Regions from separate parts of the Gasterosteus aculeatus genome. Here region 2 is linked to region 1. A link is a contact called in public Hi-C data. All regions are on one chromosome and are shown on one strand. Each heading gives the region's core, a stretch centred on a gene start, on an enhancer-like site or on the middle of the called end of the contact. The rest is flanking DNA. Distances are from core to core; before and after follow the strand shown.

Region 1 (7,474 bases), core at 1,773-4,272:
CAAAGTAAAAGCTCAGAGAGTTTGGACATGTTCCTGTTTGGATTGTATTGATAATACGATGCCCTGCAGAGGCCTGCAGCAGGCTGGGTTCAAACAGCACACAAAGTATTTGTTGTTTATTGTCATGCCTCCTGTTATCGTCATGGCCGATGACCTGTGTGTGTGTGTGTGTGTGTGCGTGTGTGTGTGTGTGTGTGACAAAGAGAGCAGAGTGCCGTTGCAGTGTGACAATAAATTACACTAAAACGTACCACAAGAACGTTGCTTACCAATTCTAGCGTGCCAACAATTTAGGCCCAGAGCATGTTCAATAATGCTTTTGGAACCCGTCCTACATATAGGCCTGTGAAAACAAATCAAATGTCTCATATCTGGCTGATATCTAATTTGCAAAGGTTTTATATCCTGATGATGTAGCAATCCCTGACGGGAAAAACACAATGTGTGTGTTTTTTATGCATTACTACAATCCAACGTAAAAATCCCATTGAGGTTTTGTGGAGGGAGCCGGTGCGATGCTCATCTCCTGTGTGTGTTTCACCAGCGTTATATTTGGATGATGGCAGAAATCTCTGAAAGATAAATACAAAAAGCCCAGCAAATACAACCAAATGGATGCAACCTTCACACAACGTGATAGAAACCAATGGGATACAAGCTGACCTTTACCTGTACCTGTAATTCACTCAGGTTCTTATAAAAGCAAGTGGACAGCTAACTGTGTGCGTCTGTGTGTGTGTGTGTGTGTGTGTGTGTCCATACACAACATGTAGGCCACCTGCCTCTGCTCGGGACCAAAAGGTCAGTGTTATACCCGGAACATTTGAAACCCAAACTTTGGCCTCTATTAGTCACCAGCACATGTGAGCGAGCATTAATGAATATTCACATGAGGTTTTCTCTGCGGCAACACATTTAAACCTTGCGAGTGTAACCCAGGATGCACACAGAGCACATTGTATCACACAACCCGCGTAACACAACCTCCCCGTCGGTTCTCAGTTGCACATACGCGCACGTGAAGCACCACGCGTCCAGTGTTTTTATCGGTTATCGGTTAATAGTATCAGCCATTGGTACCCGGCATTAAAAACTCACAGTGTTCCTTGTGATGTTTTGAGAACAGTGTGGTTTACTCGGGCCCTGGGGAGCTCCTGCCTCTCTCCGGCCACGCTGGCTCCTAATGAGACATCCACATGCACAGGACACACTCGGCTCCTTCTAATCGACTGACTTGCATGGAGGGCCACACCTACCCCCCCCCCGGCGCCCCCTCCCACCCACCTTACCTCCCCCATTTCCTTCTTTCTTTTTCTGGCCTGTTGGTTTGCAACTACCCATCTTTGTTTCTTTTCTGGAAGATGTAACAACATGGAGCGTCTGGGCCGGTCTGCACAGTGTGGACTGTCCACGTCCCTTCCTCTCCATCTTCTTCTTCTTCACCCCAGGTTGACTCTGCAGAACACATGAACACGATTGCCTGCTTGTTCTGGTCCACTCTGCCGTCATAAAAAAAAAGAATGTCCTTGTCTTGTGACCAACAGAAATAAAATACTAAGACTGCTACTATACAAAGACTTCATTTCACTAATAGGTCACCAGTCAGTTCACGTTGGACTCCAGGAGGTCCTTTAAATGCATTAAAGGGATTGGGACTAAAAGATTATAACGGAAGCTGCAAAGTCACATCATTCAGGGTGCCTCTCTTTGCCTCTTATATTTCCAATATTGTGATTTGTTCTTTGTATTCTGTAGTTCTGAAACAATTAGTTGATTATCCCAGTGCCGATGTGAGGGTTTCGGGACAGACGATGTTTCATGTGTACAGACTATAAAACCCTCTGAGGCAAATTTATAATTTGTTATTTTGGGCTATACAAAATAAAATAAATTGAATTGAATTAAAGTTAGATGACTCAAAGCGTTTGAGAGTTCAGTTTAGATTATCAATAAATCCTTTGGACAATGTAAATGTGTTTGAAAAAATGATGGACCTATTGACCTACACATGATGTATGGGGGGGACTTTTAGCTTAAGAGATTATAAATCAGGTTCATGCTTTAAGTTTCAGGCGTGCTACTTACCGTCCACCTGACCTTTGACCCCTCACTGTGCTCTGGTGAAATCACTGCGCCCAGTTTGAGCTCCCCATTTAAAACTACAAGGTTGAGAGCAGAGAAATATCTTCCCTGAGTGGTTATTAATGTGTTCCTCTTGGTTCCGTTTGGACGTTGTTCTCTCCCTGACAGGATGTTCACGGCTAATCTTGCATTCTGCGCCTAAAAAACGTCGTAGCACATAATAGGCGAGTTATGCCCGCATGCTTAAGGGTCTCTGGAGGCGGCAGTCGTTTGCAACTTCTCAAGTGGCTCTCAACCACCGCTTTGGTAAATCAAGACCTCTCGGGAAAAACTATTCGATTGGAATACGTAGCAGATCTCTGAGAAGCGGAGCTGTATTGGTTAGTCATTTCAAAGTTTTAGGAGATAGCAATCAAGCGATTTATGAAACCTCGGAGTCTATAGCATAACCGCGATTACTTGCTCTAGTTGGAGGAAAAACAGCCCCCCCCCCCTCCCTTGTTCTTTGCTCTGAACCTTTTTATAAAGCTATGAAGGGTTGTGGAGTAACTTAGGTGGTCGCACCGAAGGCCTACGGAGACACGTTCTGACAGATTCCTCAGCAGGGAGACTCGGTGGGGAAAGGGGCGTTCACAGCCAAGTGTCAAACTAACAGCTGCATCAAGCTGCCACACACAGAGAGGCGGCGACCGAAAACGGGGCTATTTTTGCTTGTGAATAAAAGCAAAAAAATGCTCGCTTTAAAAAGCAAAAATTATTAACAAAACGCAATGCTTCCGTCTGCTGGGCCAAAACCGACCTCTAAGGTAAAACCTCCACTCCAAAAGTGCTCCGACCGCCTCATTTTTTCACACACTGACCGTTTCGCTCCCATCGAGGACGGCGACAACGGGGCTTTTATTCTGAAAGAACAAGACGGAAGCGCTCGACTCGTCTCCTCCGGCTTGACGGCGTTTCGCTAACTGTCCGCCCTGCCCTGCCTGAGTTTTCAGTTGAGTACGCCAGGGCAGCGGGGCTCTATTATATAACTTTGATGTACTCACGGGTTTAATGGCGCAAGAGCAGGATATCGCGGCGCAGATCCGTGGAATCATTGCGGAATAATCCTGATATTGCAGGCGAGTAAGCGATCGATCACTTCTTTTTTTCCCCTCCTTCTCCCTCATACCGGTGACTTGCGTTAAAAGTTATCGACAGATCGGCCAGAACGGCGCACACCGTGGACCTCGACAGCGCCAGCTAGGTCAGCGCCGCTGTTGACTTTAGTTTTTTTGTTGTTGTTTGTTTTCTAAACAGTTGCTATTGCGGGGGATGTTTTCCTGTCGCGCGGAGAGCACGGTGGACACACACCCAGATGACATTTCACCGCGCAACGTTGTTGCAAGGACGCGGTTTTAATCGAGTGTGTGCGTGTGCCTGCGCGCGTGCGTGCGTGCGTGCTTGTGGACGTCGCGTCATTTCTCATATGTTTTCCAACTTGGACCGACTGGAGATGACCTAAACGGGTGTGTGTGTGTGTGTGTTGGTTGGCGCATCCTCCCGCCACAGGTACGACCTGCTTATGTACTGCGACCACTTGTTCCGTCGCGGGAGAATTACCATGGGAGGGGAAATGCTGTCTGTCTTCCACCCACCCACCTACCTACCCAAAGTAGGCCGACTAGAGCGCGCCCGGTGCTGCGTGGTAGGCGCACTGACAACCGTGCAGTGTGCGCGACCCCGCTGACACGTCCCCCACCAGGCGCTCGGAGCAACCGGGTTTGTTTGTTTTTTCTTGCAAGATGGAAAGAAGCGGTTTGCACAAAAACGGCGGCTTATCTGCGGCTGTGCGCATGTGATCGGTGCAATTTCCCGTCGCAGCCAACAGGTTGCACTAACGCTGTTATGATGTGTCGTGCTCGTTCGATGGGGGGGAAAAAGTACAGTGCAGCAAGTCTGTACAAGCCCAAACTTTTGTGGGCGGGGGAGGGATTTGATAAATATCAAAAACCTTCCTTTACAATTTCAATATAGCGGAAATCTCAATTAGGAAATATTGCGCAGCGGTGACAAGACATTATAAGCGTTAAAAAAGGACACGCAGGATTTATAATGCTACTCCGGGTAAATGCGTAAAACAAATTATTCTTAAGTTTTGCACGGAAAATGTTTTTCACGAGCCTCTCCTCGTGTGCACATGACCCTCCGGTCTGCACAGGGCGGCAGCTGTGCGCCGCAAACCCGCAGCCCGTTTAGCGCCATGTGTCGTATATGCGCTCTTGAGGCTACGGAGTCGACACGTCTCCTTCGACCTGCTGTTTAGCGCAACACACGCAGCGCCAACTAGCAGGAAATGGTGCAGCCGTGTTTACCTTTCGCCAATGCGTCCATTCGAGGCAACGGTTGTTCTTGCAAAGTGGTGTTTGTGTTTAAATGTGTGTGTCCTTTGCAGAAGTTCTGAATGCTCTTGAGGGAAGTACGGGCTCGTTCTGTGATTTTTGTGAACTTTGAAAATGCACCGCATGGGTGACAGCTTGCCTGGTTAACGATACTAATGCGATTAAAACGAGGGCGCCGCAGTATAAACATCGCGGAGAGCTTTTTCTTTGCACACTCGTTGCGTTCATTTAATTGTATTTAAATGTCCCTTTTGACTGAATCATTCATCTGCGCTCCTCTGCAAATGGAGATGGACAGTTATTGGTGACCGTTGCAAACGCCCCAGAGACCAGTGCGCTAATCTCCTCTGACAGATGTGTGTGGCTCCACACATGCTTGTCTGTATGCGGGATTGTCACTGGCTGTTACACAAGTGGTGCCTGGGCCTTGTTTGCACTTCTGGACGCATGAGATGATTCGAGGGCACAGTTCAAAGAAATAACATCAGCATTATGGTCATGTTATGTAATGGCTCTTGTCCCCATTTTGTGCTTCCGCCACATTTCTCTATTGTGGGGGGGATTTAATAAACAAGACTGTTGTCATTAGTTAAAAATTATAATTAGAAATGATTAGAAAAAGGCGTATGTGTACGCTACTATTAAAGTGTATAATATTATATCTGGCCATTAGTGCAATGCCGCGACATAAATAAAGATGTATGTATATCACAGTGAACTGTGAGAGTCTTATGTGTGTGTGTATGTATTTATAAAGATATCTTGCCGCTCTGTATGTATCATCTTATTCAGCATCAACTCTGTATAACAGCCTGACATTGTCTCTCTCTCTCTCTCTCTCTCTCTCTGGGTGCATGTGCTCTCTGCGCACTCTTTTGACTCACCCTCGCCGTCCCATCAGGACAAAGAAATGGATCAGGGTGAACTGAAGCGCACCGGTAATCGAGACGACAGCCTGACATTTGGGGAGACGCTGGCCGCAGGTGACACAGCTGGTCCAGCGCTCCAGTCCGCGGCCGACCGGCCAGGCCAAGGGCCTCTGCCCCAGCCGGCGGCGGGCCTAAACGGGAGGTGTGGAAACAAAAACCGAGGGGAGCCTGGAGGCCTCTTTGACTCGCCTCAGCATCGCGTCCTGTTTGAGGGCTCAGACCCAGAGGAGGGTAAAGTCGTTAGCATGCAGAAACAGCACCAGGGCATCGTCCGATTCAACGCGGATGGCACCGGGCCGCCGCTGAAACGCGGCATTTCCGATCTCGAGCAGACGGCCGCCTCGGTCATAAGCGCCTCGGTCTCCTCCATCCTTGGCAACCTCCCCCTGCCGGACCTTTTCCCCCAGCACATCAAGCAGGAGGCTAATTTTTCTCCAGATGAAGACCTGGAAACTTACTGCGGGCACACAGGCCCCGGCTCCGTTGATTTGGATGGCAACGGCAGTCGCCAAATCGAGGATTTGGAGATTTGGCAAGACCTGGACCTTCCCAATACCCTGCCAGAAATCAGCGATTTTGATTTGGATTCAGAAGTGGCCCACTTGGATAACATCCTCCATGACAGCAGGGGGGCTGGTGGTGGTGGTGGTGGTGGCGGCGGCGGCGGCGGGTCGGTCAGCGGCTTGCTGAATGAGCCAAAGCCCCTCACGGGCAAAGAATTGAACTCTACCAACGGCAATGGCTCGGATCCGCATCACCACCCCGTGCACCATCGGCACCACCTGCTACAGCACCAGCAGCATCAGCTCCAACTACAGCAGCAGCAGCCCGCCTCACTTCTCTCCAGCGTCATGATCAAGGAAGAGAAGGATCCGGACGACTCCTTCATCCACATCCGTACTCCCGGTGTGGTCAAGCAGGAGAAGCAGGACAGCGCTGGCTTCTGCCAGGCGCAGTGTCTCCAGAGCAGCATGAGCTCCCACCACGGGGGAGGCCCCATGTCCTCGCCTCTGGGCTTGGGAGTAGGATCTAGCTACCACTACAGAGCCAGCCCGTCCACCGCTGTAGGCCCGGCGGACCAGGAGCCTTACGCCCTGTACCCAAACCTGCCTCTGGCGGGGGAGAGCTGGGCCCGGGGGAGCAGGTTCGGAGAGACAGCCGGGTTGCAGAGGGGCGAGGACGAAGGGCTCCCGTCTGCTGCAGCCCTGTCAACCTTTTCTGTCGGCTTTTCCAGGTACGTCTCCTCAATCTGCCTTGCTCTCTGTCAATGGTTTTAAAAGGCCGCCTGGCCCCCAAGGCCACACATTTAATGGAATAAAAGGCATTTCATTTAACATGGATTTTATTCCAAATGCTTTTTTCCCCCTTAAAAAATAGGCATGAAATAGAGGTAAACCATGTGAGGTGTTTGTAATTGCATTCTTTTGATAAGAAAATACCAATTTGGTAAATGAAAGCAGTCAGTGCGTTTCACAGTTCCTGCCCAAGCCTGTGTGAGTCAAGCACAAAAGAAACATCCTCTCAATAAGCCCCCAGAAAGAGTTCTCACAGGTGCTGTTGTATGTTTTCTTTTGTGAGGGAAGCGCTGGCACCCCTGGGTCGGAGACACAGCAGGACGCGCAATTCTCCCATTCATCCACACCACATTTTAAGAGTGCCATGACGAAGTGTATTGCAGGCATAAATAATCCTTTTATTTACACAAATATATTCAGAGAAGACGGATCAGGTGATTAATTAGTTGCTAGGTTACAAAGAAACGGACGTGGAAAGAAATACAGTTCAATAAGGAAGGGACTATAATTAGCTCAGTCGAAGTGAAGTTGTTCTTGTGTCTCGTCATCATTTCTCAACGCTTCGCCCAAAATTGTGTAGTGGAACGGTGCTCGTTATAAAGATATCACAGTTGCGTAACTGTGTTATTCCTACAGGAAATGACTCCTTGGGAAAACATGATAGGGCATTTCTGAGGATGCAGTATGGTCATGTTTAATAGGAGGGAAAGAGTTGTGGGAGAAAGCCATGTACACGCAGCAGACGGACGATGATAAAATGTCTGCTGGACACGCCTCACTGCAGCTTGGA
Region 2 (7,474 bases), core at 1,938-4,437, 58 kb after region 1:
TGACAAACTGTGATGATGACACAACATTTCCAATACTAATGAGGGATTTCCAGTTGTGCCATAGCTCGTCTTACGTGGCCAGATGTTTCATCAGCAGCTCCAGCATCTGTCTGTTCTTCTCAGGCAGCCGGTGCACCAGCGCGTGGACCTCCGTCACCCGAGCCTCCTGGTTGTCCAGCTCTGGGAAGAGAGACGGACATGTGGAGTGAGAGAGAGAGAGAGAGAGAGACACATTGGACTATTCCTTTACTGACACAAGCACGTGAGAAGAAGACGTGAATTCATTTTCTGTGTTTACGTTTTACTACAATACCACGAACATTGCCACAGTATTTGGTTTTAAACGGCCCCCTTCATGCTGCCATAAATAACCAATGCCTTATTTACTCCTGTGTGAGTGCATTTCTTATTGTTAAAAATAGTTTTCTGTAAATTAAACGGTTTAACCTCTCCAGCAGACACAGGGGGCTTTATCTTTATCTGATTTGTCGACAGCGACGAACAAACTGCATCGATCGACACCAGCTTTGTCTTTACGCGATCGCCATTGCACGGCAGTTATAAACATCAGGCCTGCCGCTGGTGGATGACAATAATACGTCACGGCTGCAGAGCGAGTGGATTGAGAGACGACAGCAGAATCCCATTAGATCAACCCTGAGGGCCGGGCTGTCAGCGATCTCACAGAGAGACACACAGACACACTTCAGCAGGGATTAACATGGCTGCTAAAACACACACACACACACACACACACACACACACACACACGCCTAAATACACTGGGAGGAATAGACCAAATATTTGGTAGATTTAGAATAGTTAAGTAGATGCGTGCACACACACGGCGTGACATGTAAGCGGACACAAACACACGCACACACAGACAGATGCTGACATGACTATAGACACGCATTCACATGTGCAGAGCTCCAAACAGATGCATCCTTCTCTCGTGTCCACCTCTCCACGGACACGTTATGCTAAAGCGCCCCCCCCCTCCCGCCCCCCCGCAATGTGTGTGGATAAATTCATGCATGCGTTTTAGGCGTTTGAAAATGTTGTTTTCATTCTACCCAGAAGTAGCAGAAGATTTCTTTTTCCAGTTTTCCAGTGGAACAGGACACAAGCATATCATGTTTCATTAATTATATAGAACAGAAACTCGTAACATGATATCCTCACTCGTCCTAAAATATAACGGGACAATTGGTCGGTATTTCTTTTTAGGTACTGCAGAGTCACGCACATTCACAGTAAACCCACAAACCAGCAGCCGTAATGAGGCGAAAAACAAAAAGTAGGCTGGGAGGCGGCACTGTAGACGGTAAGGTGCCGAGTCGGTGATTACACCAAGCAATGTATCATGGCGGCCTCCACCTCATCCGTCACGTAACGGGGGGCTATCCTAGTAAAGCCACTTTCACTCGTTCACCTTGAATTCCAGCCCTGTGGAAAAATGCACATATATTGGGGGAGGTGGATGCATGTGGATATACAGTTACACAAGACAACATAAATAGAGTTCGTGTGTATGTGTATCCTCTTTAGTCGTCTTAACACTGACGTTCTGGTAGCCACCAAATCACACAATAAGCTATTAATTAAAAGCAACCTTTGTCCAATCGTATATTGTTAAACAGAAGCTAATTTGAAAAAAAAACTTCATCCGGATTCCTCTTAAGCAAGCGGGGATTTGGATTCTGGACGGAGAACATTCTTTCACGAAGTCATGGAAGCGAACCCGTCCGCGTCCACACAACAGAAGCGCGCGTTGCTTCGCGAAGGTTTCCAACATCCGCTGACCCTCGACTGATGCCAAAAAACCAACAGCTGTTCGGCTTTCCCTTCCTTCATCATTCATTCTGGGCATCTCTGATCTCATATATAGCTCATATACAGTAACAGTGACACAAGTTATGAAACAGACTGTAAAAGCTTCCCGACATCCCGAGAGCCGCTCAGCCTTCATTGGCATAATTGATGAGAATTCGGATTGCTTCCAAAAGGCGAATGCTCTGATACTTGTTCCAGATGCCTCGAGGACTGCCATCACAGAGAAGAGTCGCAATGAATCATGCGAACGGGGATTGGGCAACAGACTTTGAGACAGCCTCAAAAGCCATCAGTTGTCCACGCACAAAGTGACGAAAATACTTTGTGAGGAGTGGAGAGAGAGAGAGAAATGGACACTGCATGGAGTGGGTGGCTTCATTGAATGCTGGCTTGAGGAAGTTACAAAAAAAACAAGGGCGTGGTAAATGTGAAACGTACGTCATGCAGGTTAAGCTCTGAATGTCACAATGTGGATTAGCTTTTAAACTAAACTCATGCTCATAAAGCCTTTTCATATTGTTCCATTGCACTTCTTTCTGTTGACATCCTGCTGTTTAGTTCAGTTATAAAAAAAACCTTCACATCTAGATGGATGGACGGCTTAAAGATCAGAATCAGGGAGAAATATACATTAGACATACAGTACTATGTGTAAGACCTAATGACTGCAGACAGAATGATTCCTGTATCCGTGTCAGCCTGCTGGCACACGCCAGGCATCTGCAGACCAAACGACACCCCAACCTCCTCTTCTTTCTCTCGCAGTCTTTTCGGAACCTTGGATTTCCCACGAGAAAAATCAAATACACTGAAATGATTGGGTTGAATTTAAGAAAACCAAGAGTCTATCAGGAGCTGATATTATCAAATAATGAGTTATCAGTTCTCTTAATACTAAAATCTCTGTCAAAACCGGCTATTTTAAACCAAAGAGGAGTGAAGAGAAGAGAGTTCAACGGGACGGCCGACTGCCAGGGCATGTCCCCGCAAGCACGCACACACATTAATTCACACACGTATTTGCGTAATGCAAATTCAGATACCAACCATGAAGATTAACGGCAGATATAAACCGACCAAAGGAGTTAAACAAGAATCGTTGCAGTATGAGATCAGTAAACACAAATGAAAGCCCATGTGATATTTTATGAAGCTGTGGGTACCTGCACTAGAGCACCGGCGCTCCAGGTTCTTATCTAACCGTCTATGCTCTATCCTCAGACACACTTTAACACACTTTTCTCATTTTCTCTCTAGTTGGCCTCACTATGGATCCGTTTCCTAGTAGCGTTGCCAGAGAAACACTCATTTCCTGGAGTTCCCGCCAGCTCGGCTCTCTAAAGGAGTCAGCTACAAAAGAAAACCGGTCAATGACACACGCTGTAACTGTGCAGACCGGACTCAACCGCACCTTTGTTTACTAGAGTGGGACCAATTACATGTATTTTTAAACTGTTACTTTCGGGTACCCGAGCAAATGTACAGACGGAGGCAATCTGGTGGCAAAGTGGGTGCCCTGTTATCTCAGCAGGTGGACCATCCATTGGTGAGCCATGACCTCACCCGCCGACGTGAGTCACGCGTGATCTCCTTTTCCAAATGAAACGGAGGAGGAATGCTGCAGGCACGGCCTCATACGGACACCCATTGGGAGGGCAAAAGGAAAAAGAAGACTTACAAAAATTAAAATTCTCTAATCAATCGGTAGTCGATTAATAAACGGTATATAAACACAAACATGATTCAGCACTTCACGCGTTTCTTTGGAATAGATGCTTGCATTGTTTTAATATGGTCACCGGGAATCAAACATTCGCCAGACTTAACTGACATCCGAGAGGCGAACGAGGCACTAACTCACTTGCAGCTTTGATGAAGCTCCTCTGGTACTGGTACGTCATGAGAGGCCCGGGCAGCACTCTGTAAAACACACACACACACACACACACACACACACACACACACACACACACACACACACACACACACACACACACACACACACACACACACACACACACACACACACACACACACACACACACACACACACACACACACACACACACACACACGTCAGCTGACGTCTGCTTGGAAAATCAATAAATCTGGACAGATCTGGATGAAAACTCATCTAACTGTCTTCTCCTTCTCACCATGATTCCCAACGGTCCTCAAGGAAGCCTGACCTGAGGTCCTCGTGCAGTTAGTGTGTATGTGCGTCGCGTAAGCAGTCTCTTAGTGAAGGAGAGAGCCGTGTCTGTGTGTGTGTCTCTTTTGAGTGCAGCTCGAACACCACTACATCTTCTACTCATTACAGATTGTTGAGAGAAATCATCATCTCCAATACAGCACCACACAGTGTGAATACAAAGGGGGAATTTAATATCCGTGCAACAAATGACCGCTGGAGGAAAATTAAAACGTCAGTCATAGATTTGAAAAAAGACAGCAAATGCCGTGTGGGAAAAAAAAAAAACTATTTGCCATTTAATGTGGTGGAGCCGAGCAGGAGAATTGTTTCTTACAAGAGGCAGATATTAAAAGCAGTGAGATGCATTTATTCAAGTACTGATAGTTAAAGAAAAAGATTCATGCATGAAAACAGCAATTAATCCTTTTACCGTCTTTGAGGTTAAAGTACACAGAATAGAAACACAACAGTAAGATCATTTCAATGAGGATATTTGTGCAGCTGTATCAAAGTATAGTTCAATACCTCGTACATGCATTTCACTACGCAGCTTCTCACAAACCTGAGATAGTGCTTGATAGCACTCGTGATAGTTTTGATCTCCCACTCAGAGTTTTCCAGCTCCACGTCAGCACATGTCTTAGGATCTGATGTGAAGATAAAAGAAAGTTTTCATTGTTTACATTTTACACAGGAGAAAATGCTCAGTTTATTTTTTTACTTCTATATTCACCCATAGCGAGACCAAGCAGTTTTTGTACTCTGGAGCTGACGCCAACAATCCTGTACAAGCCCTGATCATCAATACCTGGAGAGGAAACGAGAGGTTTTGTTCTCATGTACCAACCAAAACAGTATATAGACATGACGCTGGTCCGTGGGCCCGAGGAGTTCCAGTTTCGTTTCATCGCTCCCCAGAACAGAATCCCAGGTGCTTTCTCCTAAATTGACCTGATGCAAACTTGGTGCACAGCCACACGCCGGGTTCTGATGGCCTTCCTGACTTGTGAGGGCCTATCAGTATAGTTTTCAGCACACTGGAGCTGACTCATCTGGTGCTTTTTGGGTCACTGTTCCGCTTGGAGTTCGGTTACGGGGGCCGCCAGCGTTCAGTATGCATCTTGCCGTCGAAACTGAAACCTCGCTTCCTGCTGCCCCCGAGTTCTTCTGCAGGTCTCCTGCAGAAACTGGAGAGATGCTCAGAGAGCCGGTGGCAGCCGTCGGTAGCTCGCTCTTTCGTCCACGTCCACGTAGTGCAGCAAATGATCTCTTCTCGGTTCACACATTCTGTCTACATCATCCGGGTTTCCCACTGGCTGATTTGTAGTGTTATTTTTAGAATAAATTAAATGATTTCTCGGTTAACGTTTTGGTCAATGAAACGTTAAAAAAATATTGGCGTTGAAAATGTCCATAATTCTACTCATTAGACTAATTTGAACAACTTATTCAAATAAATTGTCTGGTGATTCATTTCAGCTCTAAGAGTCATCTATTCATAGAACACTTCTTAGGCACACGTGTGTAGACGCACATAGACTACAGCTCTGAATGGAACTGAAACAAAGAGGCCTTCATACAAAACAACAAGAATAAAACAAGAATACCTCGAGTCTCCACCGCGTGAATAAACTTTTTCATCACGTTGAACCCGATCACGTCCAGCTGAGCCACTGACGGGGAGCACGACACCGTGATTACACTTTTTATTCACCACACACACACAATTACATTTCAACATCAAAACAGTGAGCAAATCTTATATTTGAGATGAAAACTAAATGAATGCAGTACAAATTAAAAGAACTTACAGCCTTCCGCCTGGTTGTCTCTGTTCAGATTGTATACCTGCAATAACAAATACATTGACCACTAAGCTTAATAAGAGCAGAACAACTCACACATTTCACACACATACAAAACAGGAAGACACGCCAGATGTATTTCTCTTTTAAAGGCTTGTCGGCGAATGCGGCTTCTTCCATAAATAAGAAAAATGAATGAAAGGAACCCTGATCTTGGAAATCTCCAGATATTAGGAAACGTACAGAAATGTTAAATTTAGTTCAGTTGCCATGGTGATGGAGAGAAAATTGTGTTTAAGTTGGGGCTCAGTTAACAGCTTAATGCCCGAGCTTTGATACATCGCCGCATGTAACATCGTCACAGCATGTCCATTGATGCTTTTTTTTATTTTTTAAACCGACCCCAACGCAGGGAATACGCTTAACACAAAGGGTGCGTTTACGCTGTAATCCACCCTGTTTGCCAAGGCTTGCCTATAGAACAAACAGGGCGTGAATTTGTATTGACCATCGAGGTGGAGGCAGACAAACACGAGGGAGGTGTTAACGACACAAAGCTTGGCTTAGCTAATGTCAACCATGAACGGCCCGAGCTCAGTTCCGCTTGCTCACGCCTGCGGCGGCTGTTGACGGCGAGGACGCGACTAAATGAGAGTGCAGAGGATGCGCTGACCCACGCTCGCAGCCTCGGGGCAGGGAAAAAGCTGCACATCGACATGGCGTGACCCAAGAGTTGCCCTCCTCTTTGGAAATGATCTCACATTAGGTACGATCCGGTAACCGCGGCAACCTACCGGTTCTCTGCCATCCATGGCCTCCATCCACAACCTGCGGTCTTCTTCTGACAGAGCCTGCATGGTGATCACCCCCGTCCTTCACACAGACAAGAGACACGTTAGCTCATCAACTATCAGGCCCAGTGGGGGACAGTTGTCTTTTAAATGCCACCAGCGAAGCTCGCAGAGGGCTGAACACACACAAAAAGTATCTTGGATTGTTAAAACAAGATATTAGCACCAGTATGAATAGGCAAGATATTTGCGAGCAAACCTCCTTCAACTTCAAAAGCAAAGGGTATTAATGTTTGTGTCTATGTGTGTGTGTGTGTCTCAAAAGGTCTGACTAGTGTCGCCAGCCAAACATCATAAAAAAATGTAAAATGTAAAAAGGATACAGAATTTAGCCTGAATACAGGATATTAATTTGAGTTTGCAGTTAACATCATTTTTACTACACACAGCCACATTAGTCATGTGAATCAAAGACCATACTGCATGTGCACGCGATGTGCACATGATTAAAAGCAAAACAATACCAATGTTCACAAAATGGACTGAATTAATTTGTTTTCTTGTGGAAATAAAACTTAAACATTAAAGATAAACGAACACAGATCCACACCGGTAATAGGAATAAAGGTAAAAGGGGAAATAAGTGGATGAGATAATCAAAAGGCGATTTGATTTGGCCGAAGGTTTAAGTTGAGCCGGGCCAAATGGGGAGAAGTAGGCGGCGGGGGTGGAGGAGGAGGGGGAGGTGGAGGAGGAGGGGGAGGTGGAGGAAGTGCAGGAGGAGGAGGAAGTGGAGGAAGAGAAGCACCAGGGGGCCGAGCGCATGAGACAACAAACACCCTCCACAT

The links. Hi-C and Micro-C count contacts between places; a contact is called where the count stands out from the background.
Region 2: a Hi-C map of blood and trunk muscle shows a contact between it and region 1, with 2.4 times the contacts expected there. The contact joins the enhancer-like site here to the promoter of LOC100174895 in region 1. A contact is called at or near these places in 6 of 6 Hi-C or Micro-C datasets (blood and trunk muscle, liver, skeletal muscle and 2 more).

The regions. Positions count from the first base shown.
Region 1 is chr7:26,945,160-26,952,633 of fGasAcu3.hap1.1, forward strand. It overlaps LOC100174895 (glucocorticoid receptor), which reads left to right and starts at 3,023. Exons shown (of 10, transcript XM_040182578.2): 1 at 3,023-3,200; 2 at 5,362-6,623. The coding sequence starts at 5,371.
Region 2 is chr7:27,003,389-27,010,862 of fGasAcu3.hap1.1, forward strand. LOC120822725 (rho GTPase-activating protein 26) reads right to left here. Exons shown (of 23, transcript XM_078106792.1): 11 at 6,630-6,708; 12 at 5,842-5,878; 13 at 5,638-5,703; 14 at 4,752-4,838; 15 at 4,593-4,677; 16 at 3,698-3,756; 17 at 75-180. Among protein-coding and RNA genes, the nearest start is that of LOC120822725, 33 kb to the right of the region's middle. Within about 2 kb of position 3,188, at least 3 of the 9 cell types and tissues checked have open chromatin away from gene starts, as enhancers often do.